2 separate regions of the Pan troglodytes genome follow, and region 2 is linked to region 1. Evidence: chromatin contacts called from public HiChIP or PLAC-seq data. All regions are on one chromosome and are shown on one strand. Each heading gives the region's core, a stretch centred on a gene start, on an enhancer-like site or on the middle of the called end of the contact. The rest is flanking DNA. Distances are from core to core; before and after follow the strand shown. Region 1 holds the start of CA11 (carbonic anhydrase 11). Region 2 holds the start of HSD17B14 (hydroxysteroid 17-beta dehydrogenase 14).

Region 1 (5,849 bases), core at 1,938-4,437:
GTTCTGTCACCCAGGCTGGAGTCCAATGGCGTGATGTCAGCTCACTGCAACCTCCGCCTCCCGGGTTCAAGCAATTCTCCTGCCTCAGCCTCTCAAGTAGCTGGGATTACAGGCACATGCCACCACACCCGGCTAATTTTTGTATTTTTAGTAGAGATGGGGTTTCACCATGTTGGCCAGGCTGATCTCGAACTCCTAACCTCGTGATCCACCCACCTCGGCCTACCGAAGTGCTGGGGTTACAGGCATGAACCACCACACCCAGGCATGTCCTAGCTATTTTTGAGGCTGAGGTAGGAAGATCACTTGGGCCCAGGAATTTGAGGTTACAGTGAGCTATGACTGGGCCACTGCACTCCAGCCTGGGTCACAGAGTGAGATCCCAATTCCAAAAAAAAAAAAAAAAAAAAGTATGGTTCCCAGCATGGTATTATAAAGCAGGTCCCAGCATTCATGCTACGCTGCTTGGTTTGAATGCCAGTGCTGGCTCTCTGTGTGATCCTAGGCAAGTAACTTAACCTCTGTGTGTCAGTTTCTGCATGTATATAATAAGGTTAATAATTGTACCCATTTTGGCTGGACGCAGTGGCTCATGCCTGTAATCCTAGCACTTTGGGAGGCCGAGGCAGGTGGATCACCTGAGGTCAGGAGTTCAAGACCAGCCTGACCAAAATGGAGAAAACCCATCTCTGCTAAAAATACAAAAAATTAGCTGGGCGTGGTGGTGCATGCCTGTAATCCCAACTACTCGGGAGGCTGGGGCAGGAGAATCGCTTGAACCTGGGAGGTGGAGGTTGCAGTGAGCTGAGATCACATCATTGCAGTCCAGCCTGGGCAACAAGAGCAAAACTCCATCTCAAAATAATAATAATAATAATAACAATAATAATAATTGTACCCATTTTGTGGGGTGGTTATGAGATGAGAGGCTTATCAAGCTTTTAAATCTGCCTGGCACAGGAAATGTTCTGCTTTTCATTGCTTCTGCAGAGATGGGGAGACTAGGGGACCATGCTTGGGATGGGAAGAATGGGTGATCCATTTTACAGTGTAAGCAGCCTCCTCTCCACCCACTGGGTGTCCCCTCCTCCCCCAAGGCTGCTCTCCTACCTCAGCACCCCATTCCCCAGCCTCTATTCATGCCCATCCCCAGTGGGTTCAATAGCTCCTCCCTCCAAGCCCCTTACCTTCTCTCCTCCAGTGCTGAGCCTTAATGGGGGCAGAAAGGGGTCATAAAGAACCCTCTTCAGCTCCACATCCACGGGGCTCTGCCGCTTCCCCACAGCACACAGACTCCACGCTGCATTCACCAGGCCCCAGAAAGGGGGCCCTGGGGGTGGGGTCGGAGTAGGAGGACAAGGAGTCAGAAATAGAGACTGGATCCCAGGGCTGGTATCTGCTGAGTGGGCTGTGGTCTGGACTCCCAGATCCCAGGGGAGGAGGGGCTAGGGACCTAGACTCCTGGGTCTGAGGGAGGACTGGGCTCAGATCCAGAATTCTGGGTCCTAGAAGAATCTTGGAATAGTTTCCAAGTTTAGCAGAGACGGGTTTCACCAAGTTGGCCAGGCTGGTCTTGAACTCCTGACCACAGGTAATCCACCCACCTGGGCCTCCTAAAGTGCTGGGATTTCAAGCGTGAGCCACCGCGCCCAGCCGATCAAACCCATCTTAAGCCATTGTAGATGGAACTACAACTCCCAGCAGGCCCCAGTGCTACCAGCCTACCCCTCTGCTGCCTACCTGCCCCAGAGCCCCGTGGGAGTTGTAGTTCTTTTTTTTAAATCTCTCTTATCCCACAGCTGGATTATTATTAATGTGTTGGGGAGAGGAGCTGCAAGAGAAGGCTGGACAAGGTGGGGGACGGGGCCACCCAGCCTCTGGTTCCTAGCAGGAGCCAGGACCTTCCTCTCCCGGCAAACGCACACATAATCTCCACCCCCACACTTTCCTTCCACTCACTCCCACTCACTACTTGAAATGCGCATGTATAATGTCCCATGGTGAGCCCCTGGGGTTCAGAAGCTGGCCCGACTCCTGAGGGACAGAGGAGGGGGCTGGGACTCCTGGTCCTGGGGGGAGGAGGGAGCTGGGAACCCAGGTTCCTGAGTCTGAAGAAGGAGGCGCCGGGAGGGCCGGACTCCTGGGTCCCCGCCTTGGCGGCACCTGGCACGAAGTTTCCCTGGAGATTATCCTTGTAGCTCCACCAGTCCTCGGGGTCAGGTGCTGGTCCGATGTGAGCTGGGAAGAGAGCAGCCTGAATCCCTCTCCTTGGCATCCCCACCTCCACCCTCCCTCGGGGGCTCCTCCCGGGAACCCCAGGTCTTACCTGCTGCCCCCAGTGCAGCCCAGAGTACCAGCGCTCGAGGGGCGCTCAGACGAGCTGCAGCCCCCATCCCCAGGAGGCCTCCGAGGGACCCCTGCCCAACGCCCTGCCCCCCTCTCTCAGCTCCTCTGTCCCCTCCTTCTGGGACCCTGTCCCTCCAGGACTTCCAGCTTTCCTCTCCTCCCCACAGGGAGTCCCAGTTCCCCAAATGCCAAAGCAGCCAGGGACTGAGATCCCCCCTTCAAACCCACTCTTCTTCTCTCTCCCGTCTCTCTGTGTCTTTCCTCTTTCCTCTGCTCTTTTCCCGGAACCCTCCAGTCTCCCTCTAGCTCCTGATCTTCCTACTCCTCTCAGCCTTCTGCTGCCCCCAGGGCTACCTCTTGGTTCCTAACCCACACCTCCTCTCCGTTCTCTTTTCATTAAGCTCTCCCAAGCCACCTAACTCCAGGTCTCCATCCCGCATCTCCTCCTCCTCCCTCTCTCCTTTCCAGCTCCTGCCTCTTCTCCCCTCTCTCCTTCTTCACCTCCTCCCGCCCTCCCTCTGTGTCGGCCTCCAGCTTCGTGCTCTCCCCACCTCCTCCTCTCCTGCCTCTTCTCCCTGTTTCAGTCTCTCTTCTCTCTTGTCCCTTCCTCCCTCCTCCCCCTCCCTCTCTCCTCTCCCGTGGTGTTATTTAATTTTGTTGATGGGCTGGGGGAGCAGGTGATCTCATAGCGGCAAACACTCCTCGGGTTGGCTTGGGGTGGGGTGTGCGAAAGGGCAGGATTCGGAAGGAGGTAGGGGGCTGGTCCTCGGCTCCCAGCCGCGCTGGGGCCACGCGGGCGGGGGTGGCCGGGACACCTGGGGCCGGGAGCGGGCTGTTTCCATCCTCCGCAGCAAGGGGAAGGGGGGGCGCTTAAGGTGGAGCTGGGAGTGGCTTCGGAAGTCTCCATGCTGGGGGCCGCCGGCCTTGGCGGATGCAGGGTCCCCCTGCTCGCTGGGACCCAGGTTGGAGCCGCTCCAGCGCCCGCAGCCCCCCTTCCCCGCCCCAGGGCTCCACTGGGTCCTCTGCCTGGGGCTGCCTTAACGGGGCCGGGGGATCCCCTGGGAGCCTGAAGTGCAGTGAGGGCTGCTCGCCGGGAGGGGGAGGCAGAGACCTGGCGAGGGAGAGAGAGGCGGGGAGGAGGAGCCGGGAGGGCAGAGGCGGAGAGCGGGAGGTGAGGACCCACATCTGCGGAGGCTGGGGAGGGGAGGGGAGCCTGAGATGGATACGGAGAGGAAGGGCGGAGGGACAGAGGGTTAGAGAGGCAAGAACAAACCGCCAGGCAGGAGTGAGGAAGAGGGGGAGGAGGAGGAGGAGGTGAAGGAGGAGGGGGAGGAGGTGAAGGAGGAGGGAGAGGAGGGGGAGGGAGAGGAGGGGGAGGAGGGGGAGGGAGAGGAGGGGGAGGAGGGGGAGGGAGAGGAGGGGGAGGAGGGGGAGGAGGGAGAGGAGGAGGGGGAGGGAGAGAGGAAGGAATGAATGAGAGAGATACAGATAGAGGCAGAAAAGGAGATACAGAGACGCAGCGAGACAGACATGGAGACATAGAGACACACACTTAGAGATAGACAGAAACTCAGAGACCAGGCAGCAGATGGGGTGGGGAGAGACAAAAAGAGAGAGAAAGAGCGATCCAAAGACAGAGAGAGACACCAAATTTTTGTATTTGGGGAGAAGAGATGGGGTCATGCTATGTTGCTCAGGCTAGTCTCAAACTCCTGTTCTCAAGGGATCCTCCCACCTTGGCCTCCCAAAGCATTGAGATTACAGGCATGAACAACCATACCCAGCCTGAGAGAGACCACATATTATTGTTGTTGTTGTTATTTATTATTTTTCACCCTGTCTAATGGTAGTGAAACTGCTCATTGTCTTCTTTTATTTTCTTTTTTGAGACAAGCCTTGCAATGTCACCCAGGCTGGAGAGCAGTGGTGCGATCATGGCTTGATCCAGCCTCGACCTCCTGGGCTTAAACACTCCTTCCACCTCAGCCTCCCAAATAGTTGGGACTACAGGCACATGCCACCATGCCAGGCTAATTTTTAAAAATTATTTTTTGTAGAGATGTAGCCTTGCTATGATGCCCAGGCTGGTCCAGAACCCCTGGGCTCAAGGGATCCTCCTGCCTTGGCCTCCCAAAGTGCTGGGATTACAGGTGTGAGCCACCTTGTCCAGCCTGACACCAAACATTAACGAGACAGAGAGACATAGAAAGAGACACACATACATCAGTACAGGTGGAGAGAGACACAAAGAGAGGGAGAGACATAGAAACACACACACAGACTGAGCATGGTGGCTCACACCTGTAATCCCAGAACTCTGGGAGGTCAAGGTGGATGGATCACTTGAGGCCAGGAGACTGAGACCAGCCCGGCCAACATGGTCAAATGCCATCTCTACTAAATACATAAAAACTTAGCCAGGCACGGTGGCTCACGCCTGTAATCCCAGCACTTAGGGTGGTCGAGGCGGGTGGATCACCTGAGGTCAGGAGTTCAAGACCAGCCTGACCAAAATGGTGCAACCCCGTTTCTACTAAAAAATACAAAAACTAGCTGAGCGTGGTGGCACACACCTATAATCCCGGCTACTCAGGAGGCTGAGACAGGAGAATCGCTTGAACCGGGTAGGTGGAGGCTACAGTGAGCTGAGATCCCAACAGTGCACTCCAGCCTGGGCAACAGAGTGAGACTCCATCTCAAAAAAAAAAAAAAAAGAAAGAAAGAAAGAAACACACACACAGAGCTAGAGACAGAGACCTGGGAACAGGCACACACACATCTATAAATAGAGACACTCGTGCAGAGAAAGAGACATCAACAGAGAGGAACAGATGGACAGAGATAGAGAGACCCAGATAGAGGGAGAGAGGACCAGAAGCAGACCAACTGACATGATGGGAGAGACTACAAAGGAATCAGAAAGACAGAGGTATTCAGAGATAGCAAATTGGGATGGACATTGAAAGACCTAGAGATGGAGAGAGACACCCAGAAAGAAACCCAGAGAGTCAGGGGTGGAGAGAGACACGAAGAAAAAACACAAGAAGGAAAGGTACATACTAATAATTTATTGCTGGCGGGGCTTGGTGGTTCATGCCTGTAATCCCAGCACTTTGGGAGGCTGAGGAGGGAGGATCACTTGAGATCAGGAGTTTGAGACCAGCCTGGGCAACATAGTAAGACCTCGTCTCTATTTTTTATGAAAAAGAAAAAAACAGGCCGGGCACAGTGGCTCACACCTGTAATCCTAGCACTTTGGGAAGCTGAAGCGGGCGGATCACGAGGTCAGGAGATTGAGACCACGGTGAAACCCCATCTCTACTAAAAATACAAAAAATTAGCCGGGTGCGGTGGCGGGCGCCTGTAGTCCCAGCTCCTCGGGAGGCTGAGGCAGGAGAATGGCGTGAACCCGGGAGGCGGAGCTTGCAGTGAGCTGAGATCAGGCCACTGCACTCCAGCCTGGGCGACAGAGCGAGACTCCGTCTCAAAAAAAAAGAAAAAAG
Region 2 (5,849 bases), core at 1,273-3,772, 190 kb after region 1:
ACAGAAGGAACATGTGACCTGCCCATCAGTCACAGAAGACCTTGTGTGTGGAGTGACACTGGGTGGAAACCTTTGACGAGTCCAGCGGAGCCAGGAGAGGAAGGAAAAGTAGAGGGAAAGGCATATGCAAATGGCTGGAGGAGAACAAAGAACTGGTCATTAGCGGAGATGGGGGTAGGAACAGGAACTCGGCTTACCTTCACATCATCTTCCTGAGTCACATCACAGAGGATAAAGACAGCTCCAGGGAGCTCCTGCTCCAGGGCCCGGCCCCCAGACTCTGCAGGGAGAGAAGAGCTGGGAGCCTGGACCCCTGGGTCTGAGGGAGGAGGGGTTGGGGACTTGGATTCCTGGGTCTGAGGGAGGAGGTGCTGGGGGCCTGGACTCCTGGGTCTGAGGGAGGAGGGGCTGAGGTCTGGACTCCTGGGTCTGAGGAAGTAGGGCCTGGGGGCCTGGACTCCTGGGTCTGAGGGAGGAAGGGCTGGGAGCCTGGACTCCTGGGTCTGAGGGAGGAGGGGCTGGGAGCCTGGACTCCTGGGTCTGAGGGAGGAGGGGCTGGGAGCCTGGACTCCTGGGTCTGAGGGAGGAGGGGCTGGGGGCCTGGACTCCTGTGTCTGAGGGAGGAGGGGCTGAGGTCTGGACTCCTGGGTCCAAGGAAGTAGGGCCTGGGGGCCTGGACTCCTGGGTCTGAGGGAGGAAGGGCTGGGAGCCTGGACTCCTGGGTCTGAGGGAGGAGGGGCTGGGGGCCTGGACTCCTGGGTCTGAGGGAGGAAGGGCTGGGAGCCTGGACTCCTGGGTCTGAGGGAGGAGGGGCTGGGGGCCTGGACCCCTGGGTCTGAGGGAGGAGGGGTTGGGGACTTGATTCCTGGGTCTGAGGGAGGAGGCGCTGGGGGCCTGGACTCCTGAGTCTGAGGGAGGAGGTGCTGGGAGTCTGGACTCCTGGGTCTGAGGGAGGAGGGGCTGGGGGCCTGGACTCCTGGGTCTGAGGGAGGAGGTGCTGGGGGCCTGGACTCCTGGGTCTGAGGGAGGAGGGGCTGGGGGCCTGGACTCCTGGGTCTGAGGGAGGAGGTGCTGGGGGCCTGGACTCCTGGGTCTGAGGGAGGAGGGGCTGGGAGCCTGGACTCCTGGGTCTGAGGGAGGAGGGGCTGAGGTCTGGACTCCTGGGTCTGAGAAAGTAGGGCCTGGGGGCCTGGACTCCTGGGTCTGAGGGAGGAGGTGCCAGAGCCTGGACTCCTGGGTCTGAGGGAAGAGGGGCTGGGAGCCTGGACCCCTGGGTCTGAAGGAGGAGGGGTTGGGGACTTGGATTCCTGGGTCTGAGGGAGGAGGTGCCGGAGCCTGGACTTCTGGGTCTGAGGGAGGAGGGGCTGGGGACCTGGACTCCTGGGTCTGAGGGCAGAGGGGCTGGGGGCCTGGACTCCTAGGTCTGAGGGAGGAGGGGCTGAGGTCTGGACTCCTGGGTCTGAGGAAGTAGGGCCTGGGGGCCTGGACTCCGGGGTCTGAGGGAGGAGGTGCTGGGGGTCTGGACCTCTGGGTCTGAGGGAGGAAGGGCCAGGGTGAGGGCTGAGGGACCGTCACTCACCATCCTTGTCGCAGATAACCACTCGGGCCCCGCTGTCCACTGAGAATAGGAAGGGAACAGGTTACTCTCCGAGCCTTGGTTAAAGCCTCTGCCGCCCTCTTGTGGCCACCTGGATTGGGGCTGATCTCCCTCTCCCCTCGTGACCCCAGTCTCATGATCACCCATAGGACAGAGGGCAGACGCCTTGACACATACTCTCCTTGCCTTGTTTCTGCTGAGGCTCCTGAACCCCCGTTCGTGGCTTCCAGAGCAAACTCCACGACTGACAGAGCCATTCCTCAAACCACTGGTTTTGTAGCTACACCAACAGACCCAGAGAAAGGGGCCACTGCCTTCGGAGACCCTGTCAGACTCAGCCCTAGCCTACAGCGCCACACGCTTACTTTAGCCGGCAAATTGGCTTTTATAATATCAGAATCCTGGCTGCAGTACTGGAGTCCCTATTTTCCGCCCCCATCACCCCGCCCCCATCCTTCCTTTCTCACACTCCACAGCTCCCAGCAGTCAGACCCGGCTCACCGAAGGCGCGCACGATCCCAGCTCCGATGCCGCGCCCGCCCCCGGTCACGACCACCACCTTCCCGGCATAGCGCGTTCCCGTAGCCATCCCGTGTACGTCGGTCTCTCTCTCTCTCTACTCTGGGCCTCTTTCACCTCCAAAGCCCCGTGAGGCCGTCGCATCAAATCCTCAATAGAGGCTGGATCCTGGAAGTCCGGCCTCGGGGGGCGTTGCCAGGAAGGCTAGAGACCTGGAAGTTTGTCCCCAGCCCCTCCTCCCTCAGACACTCCTCTCTTCTCACAGACCCAGGAATCCAGGAGCCCCAGTCCCTCCTCCCACAGACCCGGGAATCCAGAAGCCCCAGTCCCTCCTCCCTCAGACTCGGGAGTCCAGGCCCCCAGCCCCTCCTCCCTCAGACTCGGGAGTCCAGCCTCCCAGCCCCTCCTCCCTCAGACCCGGGAGTCCAGCCTCCCAGCCCCTCCTCCCTCAGACCCGGGAGTCCAGCCTCCCAGCCCCTCCTCCCTCAGACTCGGGAGTCCAGCCTCCCAGCCCCTCCTCCCTCAGACCCAGGAGTCAGGGTCCCAGCCCCTCCTCCCTCAGACCCGGGAATCCTGGCCCAGCCCCCTCCACTCTCAGACCGCGGGATCAGGTTCTCTATCCCTTCTTCCCAGAGACCTATAAGTCCAAGCCCCCTGTCCCTTCCTCTCTCAGGACCCAGGAGTCCACGACTCCAGCTCTGCCCCTCAGAGACCCCAGTGCCACAACCCCAAACAGACAGAAACAAAGCTATTGACTAAAAGTTCAAAGTTTTAATCCAAATTTAGACAGTGTTGAGAAAACCAAACTTTGGCCATAGAAACCATTCCCCTCCCGGGCCCGCAATGGGGACCAGACCACGCCCCCTGATGCCCTGAGTGGTCCCAGATCTCCGGCGGTACCTCCAGACCACGTCCTCGCGCTCCGATTGGCTGCCGCTTTTGGGCGGATTAGAAGCTGGACTGTAGCAGAGTGACTCGCAGAGGCCATGCCCCCTCGTCTTGTGGCAGGACCGGAGGGGCGATCCCGGCATCCCACGCGGGCCCCCAGGGGGTGGGACCTCCTCCACGCCCACTCCCTCGGCGAGAGAACCCCGTGGAACCCGAATTAGCCACCGGGGGAGATCTGGGGGGAGGGGTCTCCTGGCACGTGGGGTCCGAAGGAGGCAGCGGCACACCGGGAAGAGGGTCTCCCTGGGAGTCCAAATTTCCACCTGGAGAGGATGAGTGGGACATGAGAATGGCAAACCTCAGCGCTAGGACTCCGGATTCCCAGCCCCTCCTCCCTCAGACCCAGGACTCCGGATTCCCAGCCCCTCCTCCCTCAGACCCAGGAGTCCAGGCCCCCAGCCCCTCCTCCCTCAGACCCAGGAGTCCAGGCCCCCAGCCCCTCCTCCCTCAGACCCAGGAGTCTGGATACCCCAGTCCAGTCCTCTTTGAGACTCAGTTGTCGGCCCTCTCCCCGCCCCCTGACCTCTTCCTCCCCTCCTCCCAAGTGTCCCGGACCCCAGTCACCTCTTGCCTGAGACCTAAAACTCCCAAACCCTGCCCAACTCTTTACTCACCAAGACAAAAAATTCCCACCGGCCCCCAGACCCCTCCTCTCCAGGACCTGGGATTCCAGGTCTCCAGCTCTCTCCTCCCTAAAACCCAGAAGTCCAACATCCCCAGCCAGTCACCTGTCATCATTCTGTGCCACTGCGACGCCTCAGTAGCCAGGGCTTGGGAGAGGCTGAGAACCCGCTCCCGGTGACCTTCGGAAGTCGGCAAGTAAGGGGTGGTGTTCCTTGGACTAGAAAAAAAAAGAAGATTGGGGGTGGGGGTGTGTACATGGGGGAGAGGTGGGGGATGGTTAATTGGTACAAAAAGAAAAGGATGAATAAGACCTACTATTAGATAGCACAACAGAATGACTATAGTCAATAATAATTTAATTGTACATTTTAAAATAAATTAAAGGGTGTAACTAGATTGTTTATACATCAAAGGGTAAATCCTTGAAAGGGGATGGATACCCTATTCCCGATGATGTGCTTATTTCACATTGCCTGCCTGTATCAAAACATCTCAATTATCTCGTAAATATATGTATACCTAGTATGTACCAACAAAAATGAAAAATTAAAAAAAAAAAAAGCAGGCCAGGTGCGACAGCTTATCCCTGTAATCCCAGCACCTTGGGAGGCCGAGGCGGGCAGATCACTTGAGGTCAGGAGTTCGAGACCACCCTGGCCAACATGGTGAAACCCAGTCTCTACCAAAAAATACAAAAAAGTTAGCCAGGCATGGTGGTGGGTGCCTGTAATTCCAGCTACTAGGGAGGCTGAGGAAGGAGAATCATTTGAACCCAGAAGGCAGAGGTTGCAGTGAACTGAGATCACGCCATTGCACTCCAGCCTGGGAGACAGAGCAAGACTCCGTCTCAAAAAAAAAAAAAAAGTAAAAAATAAAAATAAAAATAAAAAATAAACAGCTGGCACAGTGGGGACCCGGGTACCGCACGTGCCTTTCTGGGAGTTGTAGTTCCTAGCACGTGTCTCTAAAAGATGTTAAACATGGCACCGCCCTCATACCGCCCACATGCATTATGGGATTTGTAGTCCATTCGCGCGTCACTATCACCCAATTTCCTTGATGCAGAAGTAGGATCTGCTATTGACCAAGGGAATTTGGGGAACTAAAGATATCACTACGGATCTAGGGCTTTCTGGTTTTGTTGCAGATGCCCCGGGAACTTAAGCATCTCTAGAAGGGTTGCGATTTGTAGTTCCATATTCAGGAGACTTTAATAATAATGCTACTCCCCTTTGCTTTTGCAAATTTTTTTTTCCTGCTCCCTTGATACGCCCTCCAGTTCCTTACCTACTCCAGGACCCAGAGCTTCTGAGCCATTTCTGGGCTCCCGAGTGTCCTACGACAGGCTGGAAAGGAATTGGGGCATTAGAACTCCTCACCTGGAAGCCCCACGTTCTCATTTTGAGGGTGAAGTGAAGGGGGCTCCAAAAGAGAATGAAATTGCCCAAAAACACTGGCAATGTTTTGTTTTGTTTTTCCTATGCTTCTGTAGGCACTGAATTTTTAAAAATTAATTTATTTTATTTATTCATTTTTTAGAAAGGATGGAGTACAGTGGTGTGATCATAACTCACTGTAGTCTCGACTTCCCAGGCTTGGACTAATCCTGCTTCAGCCTCCTGAGTAAATAGAACTACAGGCTCGCACCACCATGCCTGGCTAATTATTTTTATTTTTATTTTTAGTAGAGACAAGGTCTTGCTATGTTGCCCAGGCTGGTCTCTTACTCCTGCCTCGGCCTCCCAAAGTACTGGTATTACAGGGGTGAGCCATAGCACCCAGTGACTGACAATGTTTAACTTTACCTGTGTTCCTATAAAGCAGCACATGAGTTCAGAAATCCCACCTCCACCACCACCACCTGTGACTTGTCTAAATCCTTTCTATAAAAGTCTAAGGGGCCGGGTCTGGTGGCTCGCACCTGTAATCCCAGCACTTTGGGAGGCCGAGGTGAGCAGATCACTTGAGGTCAGGAGTTTAAGAACAGCCTGGTCAATATGGTGTAAACCCCGTCTCTACTAAAAATACAAAAAAAAAAAAAAATTAGCAGGGTGTGGTGGCATGGGCCTGTAATCCCAGCCACTTGGGAGGCTAAGGCAGGAGAATCATTTGAACCCGGGAGACAGGGGTCGCAGTGAGTCGAGATTCCACCACTACACTC

The links. HiChIP or PLAC-seq counts read pairs in DNA pulled down with a chosen protein or histone mark.
Region 2: a contact with region 1 is called in an H3K4me3 HiChIP or PLAC-seq map of stem cell-derived excitatory neurons, with 11 times the contacts expected there. The contact joins the promoter of HSD17B14 here to the promoter of CA11 in region 1. A contact is called at or near these places in 2 of 7 Hi-C or Micro-C datasets (induced pluripotent stem cells and stem cell-derived neural progenitor cells) and 1 of 1 datasets of contacts at active chromatin or transcription factors (stem cell-derived excitatory neurons).

Annotation. Positions count from the first base shown.
Region 1 is chr20:51,586,826-51,592,674 of NHGRI_mPanTro3-v2.0_pri, forward strand. It overlaps CA11 (carbonic anhydrase 11), which reads right to left and starts at 3,188. Exons shown (of 9, transcript XM_001171568.7): 1 at 2,327-3,188; 2 at 2,164-2,238; 3 at 1,188-1,330. The coding sequence starts at 2,393.
Region 2 is chr20:51,774,071-51,779,919 of NHGRI_mPanTro3-v2.0_pri, forward strand. HSD17B14 (hydroxysteroid 17-beta dehydrogenase 14) reads right to left here and starts at 2,523. Exons shown (of 7, transcript XM_024351533.3): 1 at 2,099-2,523; 2 at 1,580-1,618; 3 at 198-280. The coding sequence starts at 2,186. PLEKHA4 (pleckstrin homology domain containing A4) reads right to left here. Exons shown (of 18, transcript XM_063802045.1): 17 at 3,793-3,905; 18 at 2,868-3,327. The coding sequence ends at 3,822.